Linked DNA regions of Bos taurus: region 1 is linked to region 2. A link is a contact called in public Hi-C data. All regions are on one chromosome and are shown on one strand. Each heading gives the region's core, a stretch centred on a gene start, on an enhancer-like site or on the middle of the called end of the contact. The rest is flanking DNA. Distances are from core to core; before and after follow the strand shown. Region 1 holds the start of RAB11FIP4 (RAB11 family interacting protein 4). Region 2 holds the start of COPRS (coordinator of PRMT5 and differentiation stimulator).

Region 1 (6,658 bases), core at 2,533-5,032, 350 kb before region 2:
GTGGGGCCATTACCTTTCAGTAACAAATGGACTCATACCCCACCTAATCTCCCCAACCCCGCCTCCATTCCACAGACTATAACTGAGGACTCTGGCATTTCTTTTCAGCAGAAGAGGCCACAGAGAAGGCTGGGCACGTACTGATCTGAGAGCACTTCCAGCAGGTGAGACTGGAGGACTTCTGGTAGGTGAGCCCAAGACAGAAGGCCACTTCCTAAACTGTGAGCCACTTCTAGGATCCATTTCTGAGGCAGATTTGGAGCCTAGTTGGGTAGAATAAGTACAGTTACATTCTTCTTAGAATCCTGGAAAGAATGTTAGCAATCCAACGAACCCACGTGCTTCTGAGGGTCAGAGAAGCTTGTGGGTAGGCACCCAGAGTGAGTGACACCCCAGCCGGGACACCCCTCTGGACAAGGAAGGACAGACGGGTCGCGAGATGCCCTGCTCACCCCAGACTCACCAAAGTCCTGCCAGGATCCTCAGCACCAACCACCACCACCACCCCGCCCCCTCAGGGCTACTGCCTCTGGTTCTGGGGACCCAGGCATTAGAAGAAGGTATTAGACCCAGGTATTAGAAGACAGGTGAAGAAGGCCCATGTGTTCACACCCCCTCATTCCCCTCCAGAGCGATAATTATTCATGGTTAAAAACAAACAAACCTGCAGGTTGTGAGCAGGAAGAAACTGTGAATCCTGCCCCATTTCCACATAACATGGACAATGAATTCAAGGCCTAGAGATGAAAATCAGAAATGCTTCCCCGTTCATATTAGCTCCCAACCTCTCCGTGCCAACACGTATCATAATCACACGGGCCAAGTACATGCCAGGCACTGTGCCAGCCACATTACATTCATTTCCTCACGTGGGGCCCTCTGTAGGTAGGAAGCACTATCCCCACTTTACAGATATGCACACTGAGGCTCAGAGAAGTTAACTCATTATAGACTCAAAGGGCTAAATGAGCAGCAGGACTTGGTGCGTGGCACCACTGTTTTGGATTCCAAAGCCTGTCTCTTAATAATCTGTAATAACCTCCCCATGATATTTATACCATTATACTAGTTTCCTGTGGCTGCTATAACTACCACCAACTTGGAAACTTACAACAGAAATTCATTCCCGCATAGTTCTGGAGGCCAGAAGCCTAAGATCAAAGAGGATCTAGGAAAGGTTCATGTCCTCAACTCTTCCAGATTCCGATGGCTGCTGGCATTCTTGGCTTGTGGCCACACCCCTCCAATCTCTTCCTCCTGTGGCCACATCGCCTTGTCTTCTGTTTGCGTTAAATCTGCTTTTGCCTCCCTCTTAAGAGGATACTGTGATTGCACTTAGAACCTATCCAGCTAACCCAGGAGACTTTCCAGAGCTTTAACTTCATGACACCTGCAAAGAATCTTTTCCAATAAGGTCATTTACAGGTCCCAGTGATTAGCACATGGGTATCTTTTGAGAAGCTGTGTTTCTGTTTACCACACTATATGTGCCCATTCTTTCCCTAATTTATTCCTTCTCAGACCTCAGTTGTGTGTACTGGACATTGTGCTAGGAGCTGGGAATTAAGAAATCAAGAGAGAAATGACATAGTCCCTGCCTTCATGGGCCTTGTGGTCACTGTGTCAACTCTCATATCTACTTCCCAGATGTTCTCGTAATAAATAACAGGAATAAGAGACATCAGGACAAGTCACAATACATGATCAGGGAAGGCTTCCTGCAAGAGGTGCCATTTCCATGGAATCTGGAAGTATGAGAGTTGGCCAGAGGAAATGGGATGGGGACAGGGTAGGATTGAGCTGTCCCAGGAAGAGGGAGGCAAAAGGAGCTTAGATGCTCTTGGATATGGGGAGGAGAAGTGGGAGTCAGGGAGGGCTCCCCTGAGGAAGGGACTTTTGAATTTTGTGTGACCTTGTTTTGGGGGAGAAGAACCACAAATCTGGTTTGGGCTTTGAGCCTGGGTCACCTGGGATTTGTTCATGCTCGGGTCTGAGGCCCCACCTCTGCCAGCTGAGATTTTTCAGCTTCCCTGGTCTCCTCTTTTGGGGGATTTGATGCAGGGAGAGCTCTGAGAGTCATTTCTACAGCTTCCAAAACAGGGTAACCCAGCCCTGCCCACCTCCCTTCTGTCCTGAACCTCTTGGGAGGGAGAATCAGGGAAGCCACATGGCAGCCCCTGAGCAGGGTACACTCACAGTTGAGCAGGAAGACCACAGAGGGGGAAACTGAGGTCCCCCTTCTCTTCTCAAGAAGAGAAGCCACACAGCTCATGTGCAGAACTGGGCCTCGCTCTAGCCTCTCTGTCTAGGTCCCTACACTGCTCGTGGCTCCTGCCGATGATGGTGTAGGTCCGCATCTCCTCTGGGCAGGGGCTTCCTCCTTGCCTAGAGATGAGGAACAAGAAGTGATGAAGATACATCCTGCCCTGGAGAATTTCCCAGCATGCCATGGGGGGAGATGGGCAGCCCACCAGACAATGACAAAACTAAGTCGGCATCTGTACTTAGGGGGTCAGAAATCAGAGTAACAGGCAAAACGGAGTGCTATCAGGGAAGGCTTCCCAAAGGAGGAAACCTCTGAACTGAGCTGGAAAACTTAAGCGGGGGTGGGTTCAGCCAAGACCTGCATTTGGGCTGGGTACAACTCGTGCCACAAGGGCCCGGCAAGCTGAGCAACAAAAAGGAGAGCCAGGCCAGGTTCCGCAGAGCCGGGGGCGAAACCGGGAGTCCGAGGAGCAGGGATTGGGAGCTAAGCAGGACTGGGAGGAGGCTAAGGTCCAGGCCTGGAGGCTGCCATCAGCCCCAGGGCCAAGACTGTCCCGGGTTCTCAGCTTGAGGGTCCAGGGTGCGATAAAGGGGTGAGCGTGGGAACTCAAGGGAAGGGAGGGAACCTCCCCAAGATGCTGGGCGGCCCGGGCAGGCCTTGTGGGCAGCCCTTGCTTTTCCTTCCTCCTGACTGCTCTGTCTCCCCTTACCCGCTCCTGTCCCAGGGTCCCCGCTCCCGCTCTCCCGGCCCTTGCCCAGCCCGGAGCTGGCCCTGGGTTCTGCTGGGGAGGCCCGTGCTGATCTAAGCCTGGAAACTATTCTTTAAGGGGCAGCAGAGAGGAGGGGAAGAGTAGAGGGCCTAGCTCCATCCCGCTCCAGACTGGCTAGGAATCCTGACCTGGCCCCCCACTGGCTGAGTGGCCTAGGGCAAGTAGTTCCACCTCTCTGAGTCTCAGCTCCCTCTTCGATGAGTGGAACAAGTCCAGCGTGCTAATACAGGAAACCCCTAGGACATACTGAGCGCTCGGCACCGCCGGCGCCCACAAAGGGCGCGGTGAGCTGGGATGGGTTGGCGTCTGGTGGGGGGCTGAGGTGGGGGAGAGGCGGCTGGACCCCAGCGCGGGTGGTCCGGTGGGGGGGGATCGGGCTTCCTCGCGGACTCCTCCAAGCAGGGGCGGGGCCTTGGGGCCGCCCTGGGTTTCCGGGCGCGGGTCGCACACCCACCCTCCGGCTCTCTAGGGGACGGGACGAGCTTGGAGCGGTCCAGGGACCCTGAGCCTGGGGGCGGCGGCGGCGGGGCCGCGCAGGCGGCCGCCCTCGGAGGCGCGCGGCTCCTTTTGTCTGCAGCCTCCCGCTCCCCCGCCCGCCCCGAGCCGCGGGGCTGCGGCGCCGCTGCTGACACGGCTCGGCCGCCGCCGCCACCGGGCGGAGGCTGCGCGTCGCAGCGCCGGGCGGAGGGCGCGCGGCGATGGCGGCGGCGGCGGCGGCGGCGCGGGGCGGGCGGGCGCGGGGCTCGGGCTAGCTGCGGGGCCGGCCCGGATGGCGGGCGGCGCGGGCTGGGCGGGCGCCCCCGCGGCTCTGCTGCGCTCAGTGCGCCGCCTGCGCGAGGTGTTCGAGGTGTGCGGCCGCGACCCCGACGGCTTCTTGCGCGTGGAGCGCGTCGCGGCGCTCGGACTGCGCTTTGGCCAAGGCGAGGAGGTAAGGGCCCCGCGGCGGGGGCGCCCGCGCCCCAGTCCCCCCACCCCCGGCTTCCTCGCCCTTTCACCTGCCCGCTCCCAGTCCCCGGCGGCGGCGGCGGCTGCAGCCCGGAGGCATCCCGCCGGACCTGAGGACTTCGAGCCCCGGGGCTTCCCCACCCTGTCGGACCCTCGCTTTCCTCCATTCGCGCAGGTGCTGTGAGTGTCACCATCACGCCCCGGGGTGGGGGGCAGGGAGGGCTTCTCTGCCCACCTTGCTTACCCCGGGCCCTGAGGGTCCCTCTAACCTTTCTGCAGCCTACTCGGTGTATGGGGCGGGGGGAACCGTCAGGTTCTAGCTCCGGGACCCCCTCCCCTGCCTACCCTGCGGAGACCGAATTGCAGAGGTCCGGTGCAGGAATCCCAGGACGCGGGATGGAGTAGGGGGGAGGCAAGCGCCCCACTGGGCCTGGCCGAGGGGAGGGGAGGACAACTAGGGGCGCTCTACCGCCTCGGCTCCTTGACTGCACCCAGCCGGCCTGGAACCTAGCGGGAGGTGTCTGCCTTCGGCCTTCCTGGATTCTCAGCCTAGCGCCTGGTGACCACCCCTCCTCCCCGCACCCTGCGGGCTCCGAGGGGCAGGCCTGACTGGCAGCTGGCTGTGGCGGCTGCGACAACCCTGCCACAGCCAAGCTGGGGAACAGCAGCTGAGCAGTGTCTGAAACGGGGAGCCCGCGCGGATTTGGGGAAAGCAGAAACAGTGTTAGCAGGGCTGTGATCCGAGGGTGGGTGCTGCCAGTGGGGTGGGCAGAGACCAGTGTCCTCTCATGCCATGGAGGAGAGGTGGCTATGTGTGTGTGGCAGGGGATGTGTAAGGCTCCTACCTGGCAGGAGAGCATCCCACACTCCTGCTACTGCCCACTCTGAAATGGTCAGGGCAGGAAGCCTTGAGTAGTGACTTTCCAAGGCCACCTGAGGCCTCTGGCTCTGTATCGGCACTCCCTGGCCTTCTGTTCCGGGAACAGCTGGGGCCTAGCATTCCAGAACATGGGAGAAGCCGGGCCTGGTTAGGTTGGATCCATGCCTCCCTGTCACCTGGGAAGGGGGAAGATGATAGATAATCATCTGTTTGTGGTCACTGGGCTGGGCCAGGACTCCCAGGAGTCCCTGGGAGCGATAGGTGGAAGAGGATGAGGCAGGTGTCAAGTCTGAGAACTCAGGTACCCCATGTAGGAGAGGCCCATTGCTGCCCGCCCTTTGGAGCCCAGGGTCTCCCTCTGCCAGGATCTGCTCAGGGCGCTTTCCTGCAGCCCTTTGATCCTTCTTCCCAAAGGCTGGTCTGACCCCTCCCATCCTCTGAGGCAGGCTGCAGACCCCAAGCGTGGGGAGAAGAAGCTGCTGGCCCTGGCTGCAACTGGAGTCCCAGAGCCGCGGTCTCAGTGGTGGGAAGAGCTTCCCAGCAGGCTCTGGCAGGCGGCCAATGTGAGCTCTTGGTGAGCCCCTCACCAGCCCCACCTTCTCCCGGAACTGAACAGCTCCTCTTGTTTGCGCTTCTGCCTCTTAACACTCCGGAGCCAAACCTGCTTGTCACTTAGTCATCGTGGTTCTGCACAGGGACTCACATGGGTCTCACTTCTACGTGGCAGTCTTTAAATGTGAAAACAGCACTCCTGTCCCCTTCCCCCTCTCTCCTTCCCATCTTCCCTTCTCCAGGCCAAATACCCCCTATTCTTGAAGCCCCAGGCCATTTCCATAGGCCCTGGCAGGGGCCAAACATCTGGCTTCCAGCCCTGAAGCCACCATCAACTGTGTGACACTTTTCCTTGTAGTAACATGGAGGGGCTGGACCAGGAGACCCCCGGGACTGTCCCAACCCCAACGCATCACACACAGCAGGTGGCTTGGGGCGATGCTGTCTTTTGAGTGGTGCCCTCAGGTTAAGTTTCTGGCCACTGAAATCCCTTGGGATCTTTCTTAGCAACCCGTGCCAAGCCAGGATGCCCCTTCATCCTGGAGGAGGATCAGTGATTTTCTTTTCAGTGTGTTTGTTTATTTAGGGTCTTGGTTGTGCTGGGTCTTAGTTGTGGCATGTAGGATCTTTGATTATCCTTGTGGCACACGAGTTCTTTATTTCCAGCCTGTGGGATCTGGTTCCCTGAGCAGGGATCGAACCTGTGCCGCCGGCATTGGGAACGTGGAGCCCTGATTTTTCTTTTTAAAGCATAATTTTCTATCATTACAAAATCAGTTTATATGCACTGTGGGAATAGAAATATGGGCAAGCAAAAACCAAAGTGCCATGTTCCCATCCTCCCAGGTAGCCGCGCTGTGACACCTCGCTCACATCCTTCCAGAGCTGTTTCTATGCTTATATGTAAATTTTCTCCATAAAATGAGGTCATGCTGTGCATACTGTCTTGTAACCTGATTTTTTCCCAGTAAATGATCAGCACTTTTCTGCTCCAATAAATTCTCATCTTTATTATGCATAACTTATTCAGATTTCCCTATTTGGCCCCAAAAGGCCGATCTGTGCTGTTGTGTTCAAACCGCTTTCCTCACCAGAACCGTGCACTGCTTCCAGTTGTTCTGACCTCTAGGCCCTCTCTTACTTTAATTCAATTCTTTTTTTTTTCAATTTGAATAATCCTGACTTGTTGAAGAGATCAGGCCTGTTGTCTGTGTCAGTAATTTCTTGGATCTAAACCTGTAACGTG
Region 2 (5,963 bases), core at 596-3,095:
ACGCTTCCAATGCAGGGGGCATGGGTTCAATCCCTGGTCGGGGAACTAAGATCCCGTATCTGGGCAGTATGGCCAAAAACAAAAAAAGAGAGAGAGTTCCTGAAATCCTATCACCTGTGAAGATGTCTTTCTAAGTGAGGCAAGAAATGTTCACAGCCTGCATGAGAAGACCTTACTTCAATCCCTATCACTCAGAGTATACCTGGGACATACCACTTCAGCCACCATGCCTGGGTTTCCGTCTCTGGAAATTGGGAACAATTGTTCTAACCCAGCAGGAGGTTTATAATGAGATAACACCAATGAAGACACCTAGCACACAGCAGGAATACAACATTTATTGAGCTGAAACCCACCTTCTTTGCCCCTACATTTAAACTGCGCTTGGCACCTACCCCAGTTAGCTCACGACCTAGTCCTACCTGGATTTAATGAGCTAATTCCATCTCCAGTAGTCGGTGACAACTTCCAGTCACTCCTGCTGACCAGTAGTGGGACTTCTCACCTCTTCTATTGCAAGAGCTCCCTACCTGCCTTCCCACTCACCCACTTTTTCTTTTTTTTAATTTGGCTGCACCAGGTATTAGTTACAGCATATGGGAGCCCCCACCAGGGTCCCCTGAATTAGGAACACAGAGTCTTAGCCACTGGAATACCAGGGGCCCACACTCACCCATCTGCCGCGGCCTCACACTGGAAATCACCACTCTGCCCAGAAACCTCAATAGGCCTCCGCTGCTAGAGTACAAAATTCGCCATGGCATCCACATTGCCCCTTCAGGCTCCGTCAACTTGTGCAGCACAGTTCTCTCTCCAAGCTCCCAACCATTTGCCCTGCACATCCTCATCTCCACGCCTCTGCCACGACCACTATCCTCTCATCTTGGAGAGGAAGTGCAGGAACCTTCCTGCTGTGGCCTGACAAAATCAGTCTCATCCTACCTGCCCGCTAAAGTAATTTTCTTTATAAGCCTACCACTACATTTTTCCTATCTTATTTTGGTTAGGATGTCTCTGATGCTTAGACAAGCATTCCTCTTCCACTCAATAAATATGCGTGTGTCAAGTGCCAGGCACTACGCTACGCAGCGGGTTTACAGCACTAAATAGAGCGTTCCTACCCTCAAGGAGCTCCCCGTCTAAAAGGGATTACTGAACAAGGGCAGGACATGACTGTAATAGCAGTCTTTGAGAAACCGGGAGCCGTCTGGCGCGCAAAAGAAAACAAGTTTCTAGAAAGCCTGCGTCAAACGCGGCCTTTTGGTTTCAGTGAAAAGGAGAGCGCGCAGGAGCCATCATCCGGTGCTCTGGCTTAGCTGAGCATCCCCACCATGGGACACAGATCCTTCAGGGAAAGTCGCTCTCCTCGTCGCCCTCACCTGGCCCCAGCCCAGGCCCCCCAGCAGCAGCCCCAGCTCTCGGTCAGCAGCATCACCTCCCATTTAGCAAGGACGCAAAGGTGCCCTGGAGCCAACAGCCAGCACTCCCAGCCCGGCGCGCCCACCCACGTCCTCGAGGTTGCCCCGCCCCACAGTTTCGCGGCCCGGCTGTTTCCAGCTCGGGCGCGCGCCCAAACGGCCGGGCTGCCCGAAGCGGGCCGGGAGCGCTTCCCCGGTTCCGTGGCCCACGCCCCGCGAGCCCCCGCAACTTCCCGCCCCCGACCGCAGGTGGTGGACGCGCCCAGGCCCCGCGCCGCGCTCACCCCCGGACTCGGGGGCGCCTCCCGCCCGCTCGGCAGCTGCAGACCCCGCGGCTGCTCGGCGGCCCCCAGCGACTGGGCCCCGGCGGTCGGAGGGTCCATCCCTGTCTGCCCGCGGCTCGGCGCCCAGGTCGCCGCTCGGCCACGTGACGCGCCGGCCTGGCTGCCGGCCCGAGGATACGCCGTTGAGAGCCAATCAGCCTGGGGTGCTCTCGGCCGGGGGGCGGGGCGCGGGGGTCAAGGGGGAGCCAGGGGCGGGGCAACGGACGGGGCGGAGTAAGGGGCGGGGAGTGCCCGCCTCCGAAAGCCCGGTTTACCCAACCGTCCCGAAATCTAATTTTTGTAGCCACTGGCGATGCAGGTCCCAGGGCTAGACGACTAGCTGGGTCTTGAACGCCTGCGTGCTACCCCTACCCAATCACAATGGACATGCTTTCTTTCAAAACCTATTCAGTTCAGTTCAGTCGCTCAGTCGTGTCCGACTCTGCGACCCCATGAATTGCAGCAGGCCAGGCCTCCCTGTCCATCACCAACTCCCGGAGTTCACTCAAACTCATGACCATCGAGTCGGTGATGTCTTCCAGCCATCTCATCCTCTGTCGGCCCCTTCTCCTCCTGCCCCCAATCCCTCCCAGCATCAGAGACTTTTCCAATGAGTCAGCTCTTCCCATGAGGTGGCCAAAGTACTGGAGTTTCAGGTTTAGCATCAGTCCTTCCAAAGAACACTCAGGACTGATCTCCTTTAGAATGGACTGGTGGGATCTCCTTGCAGTCCAAGGAACTCTCAAGTCTTCTCCAACACCACAGTTCAAACATCAATTCTTGGGCTCTCAGCTTTCTTCACAGTCCAATTCTCACATCCATACATGACTAATGGAAAAACCACAGCCTTGACTAGACGGACCTTTGTTGGCAAAGTAATGTCTCTGCTTTTGAATATACTAAGTTGGTCAGAACTTTCCTTCCAGGGAGTAAGCATCTTTTAATTTCACAGGTGCCATCACCATCTGCAGTGATTTTGGAGCCCCCAAAAATAAAGTCTGACACTATTTCCCCATCTATTTCCCATGAAGTGATGGGACCAGATGCCATGATCTTCGTTTTCTCAATTGAGCTTTAGGCCAACTTTTTCACTCTCCTCTTGTGCTTTCATCAAGAGGCTTTTTAGTTCCTCGTCACTTTCTGCCATAAGGGTGGTGTCATCTGCATATCTGAGGTTATTGTTATTTCTCCCAGCAATCTTGATGCCAGCTTGTGCTTCTTACAGCCCAGTGTTTCTCATGATGTACTCTGCATATAAGTTAAGTAAACAGGGTGACAATATACAGCCTTGACGTACTCCTTTTCCTATTTGGAACCAGTCTGTTGTTCCATGTCCAGTAAACTGTTGCTTCTTGAACTGCACATAGGTTTCTCAAGAGGCAGGTCAGGTGGCCTGGTATTCCCATCTCTTTCAGAATTTTCCACAGTTTACTGGAAGTCAAAACCTGTTCAGTTCAGTCGCTCAGTCATGTCCAACTCTTTGCAACCCCATGAATCGCAGCACGCCAGGCCTCCCTGTCCATCGCCAACTCCCGGAGTTCACTGAGACTCACGTCCATCGAGTCGGTGATGCCATCCAGCCATCTCATCCTCTGTCGTCCCCTTCTCCTCCTGCCCCCAATCCCCCCCAGCATCAGTCTTTTCCAATGAGTCAACTCTTCGCATGAGGTGGCCAAAACCTGTTACAATAGTCCATTACCCGCGTCTACCTAATAGTGCATAAAATAGTGCGTAAGAGCTTAAAAACTTTTTATGCAATATTAGCTTTAATCCCATTTTACTCTTTTCTCTATAAACAGGTTTCTCTAGAACTTGGGCTGGAATCAGGCTACAACTCTCCCACAAATGGATGAGACAACTCAGGAGCCCAGTAACTCTCACCCTGAGCTAACCAGGTCTTAGCATTAACCCATTAGAAACCAAGCCAGATTGATCAAAACTCTTAACATTTCATAAACCCTGATAGACCCCAACCAGTAATGCTGAAGAAGCTGAACGGTTCTATGAAGACCTACAAGACATTTTAGAACTAACACCAAAAAAAGCTGTCCTTTTCATTATAGGGGACTGGAATGCAAAAGTAGTAAGTCAAGAAACACCTGGAGTAACAGGCAAATTTGGCCTTGGAATACAGAATGAAGCAGGGCAAAGGCTAATAGAGTTTTGCCAAGAGAACGCACTGGTCAGAGCAAACACCCTCTTCCAACAACACAAGATAAGACTCTACACATGGACATCACCAGATGGTCAACACCAAAATCAGATTGATTATATTCTTTGCAGCCAAAGATGGAGAAGCTCTATACAGTCAACAAAAACAAGACCAGGAGCTGACTGTGGCTCAGATCATGAACTCTTTACTGCCAAATTCAGACTTAAATTGAAGAAAGTAGGGAAAACCACTAAACCATTCAGGTATGACCTAAATCAAATCCCTTATGATTATACAGTAGAAGTGAGAAACAGATTTAAGGGACTAGATCTGATAGAGTGCCTGATGAATTATGGACGGAGGTTCGTGACATTGAACAGGAGACAGGGATCAAGACCATCCCCATGGAAAAGAAATGCAAAAAACCAAAATGGCTGTCTGGGGAGGCCTTACAAATAGCTGTGAAAGAGAAGTGAAAAGCAAAGAAAAGGAAAGATATAAGCATCTGAATGCACAGTTCCAAAGAATAGCAAGGAGAGATAAGAAAGCCTTCCTCAACAATCAATGCAAAGAAATAGAGGAAAACAACAGAATGGCAAAGACTAGAGATCTCTTTCAAGAAAATTAGAGATACCAAGGGAACATTTCATGCAAAGATGGGCTCGATAAAGGACAGAAATGGTATGGACCTAACAGAAGCAGAAGATATTAAGAAGAGGTGGCAAGAATACACACAACTGTACAAAAAAAGATCTTTGTGACCCAGATAATCACAATGGTGTGATCACTCACCTAGAGCCAGACATCCTGGAATGTGAAGTCAAGTGGGCCTTAGAAAGTCTCACTACGAACAAAGCTACTGGAGGTGATGGAATTCCAGTTGAGCTATTTTCAAATCCTGAAAGATGATGCTGTGTAAGTGCTGCACTCAATATGCCAGCAAATTTGGAAAACTTGGCAGTGGCCACAGGACTGGAAAAGGTCAGCTTTCATTCCAATCCCAAAGAATGCTCAAACTACCGTACAAATTGCACTCATCTCACACACTAGTAATGCTCAAAATTCTCCAAGCCAGGCTTCAGCAATACATGAACCATGAACTTCCAGATGTTCAAGCTGGTTTTAGAAAAGGGAGAGGAACCAGAGATCAAATTGCCAACATCCGCTGGATCATCGAAAAAGCAAGAGAGTTCCAGAAAAACATCTATTTCTGCTTTCTTGACTATGCCAAAGCCTTTGAATGTGTGGATCACAATAAACTGTGGAAAATTCTGAAAGAGATGGGAATACCAGACCACCTGACCTGCCTCTTGAGAAACCTATGTGCAGTTCAAGAAGCAACAGTTTACTGGACATGGAACAGACTGGTTCCAAATAGGAAAAGGAGTACATCAAGGCTGTATATTGTCACCCTGTTTAACTTATATGCAGAGTACATCATGAGAAACGCTGGGCTGGAAGAAGCACAAGCTGGCATCAAGATTGCTGGGAGAAATATCAATAACCTCAGATATGCAGATGACACCACCCTTATGGCAGAAAGTGACAAGGAACTAAAAAGCCTCTTGATGAAAGCACAAGAGGAGAGTGAAAAAGTTGGCCTAAAGCTCAACATTCAGAAAACGAAGATCATGGCATCTGGTCCCATCACTTCATGGGAAATAGATGGATAAACAGTGTCAGACTATTTTGGGGGGGCTCCAAAATCACTGCAGATGGTGATTGCACCCATGAAATTAAAAGATGCTTACTCCTTGGAAGGAAAGTTATGAGCAACCTAGATAGCATATTGAAAAGCAGAGACATTACTTTGCCAACAAAGGTCCGTCTAGTCAAGGCTATGGTTTTTCCAGTAGTCACGTATGGATGTGAGAGTTGGACTGTGAAGAAAGCTGAGCGCCCAAGAATTGACGTTTGAACTGTGGTGTTGAAGACTCTTGAGTGTCCCCTGGACTGCAAGGAGATCCAACCAGTCCATTGTAAAGGAGATCAGTCCTGGGTGTTCTTTGGAAGGACTGATGCTAAACCTGAAACTCCAGTACTTTGGCCACTTCATGCGAAGAGCTGACT

The links. A called contact is a pair of places that touch in the nucleus more often than the background predicts.
Region 1: a contact with region 2 is called in a Hi-C map of blastocyst, with 4 times the contacts expected there. The contact joins the promoter of RAB11FIP4 here to the promoter of COPRS in region 2. A contact is called at or near these places in 2 of 11 Hi-C or Micro-C datasets (blastocyst and liver).

The regions. Positions count from the first base shown.
Region 1 is chr19:18,599,878-18,606,535 of ARS-UCD2.0, reverse strand. RAB11FIP4 (RAB11 family interacting protein 4) reads left to right here and starts at 3,782. Exons shown (of 15, transcript XM_024980657.2): 1 at 3,782-3,963. The coding sequence starts at 3,805.
Region 2 is chr19:18,251,634-18,257,596 of ARS-UCD2.0, reverse strand. COPRS (coordinator of PRMT5 and differentiation stimulator) reads right to left here and starts at 1,845. Exons shown (of 4, transcript NM_001098894.2): 1 at 1,703-1,845. The coding sequence starts at 1,801.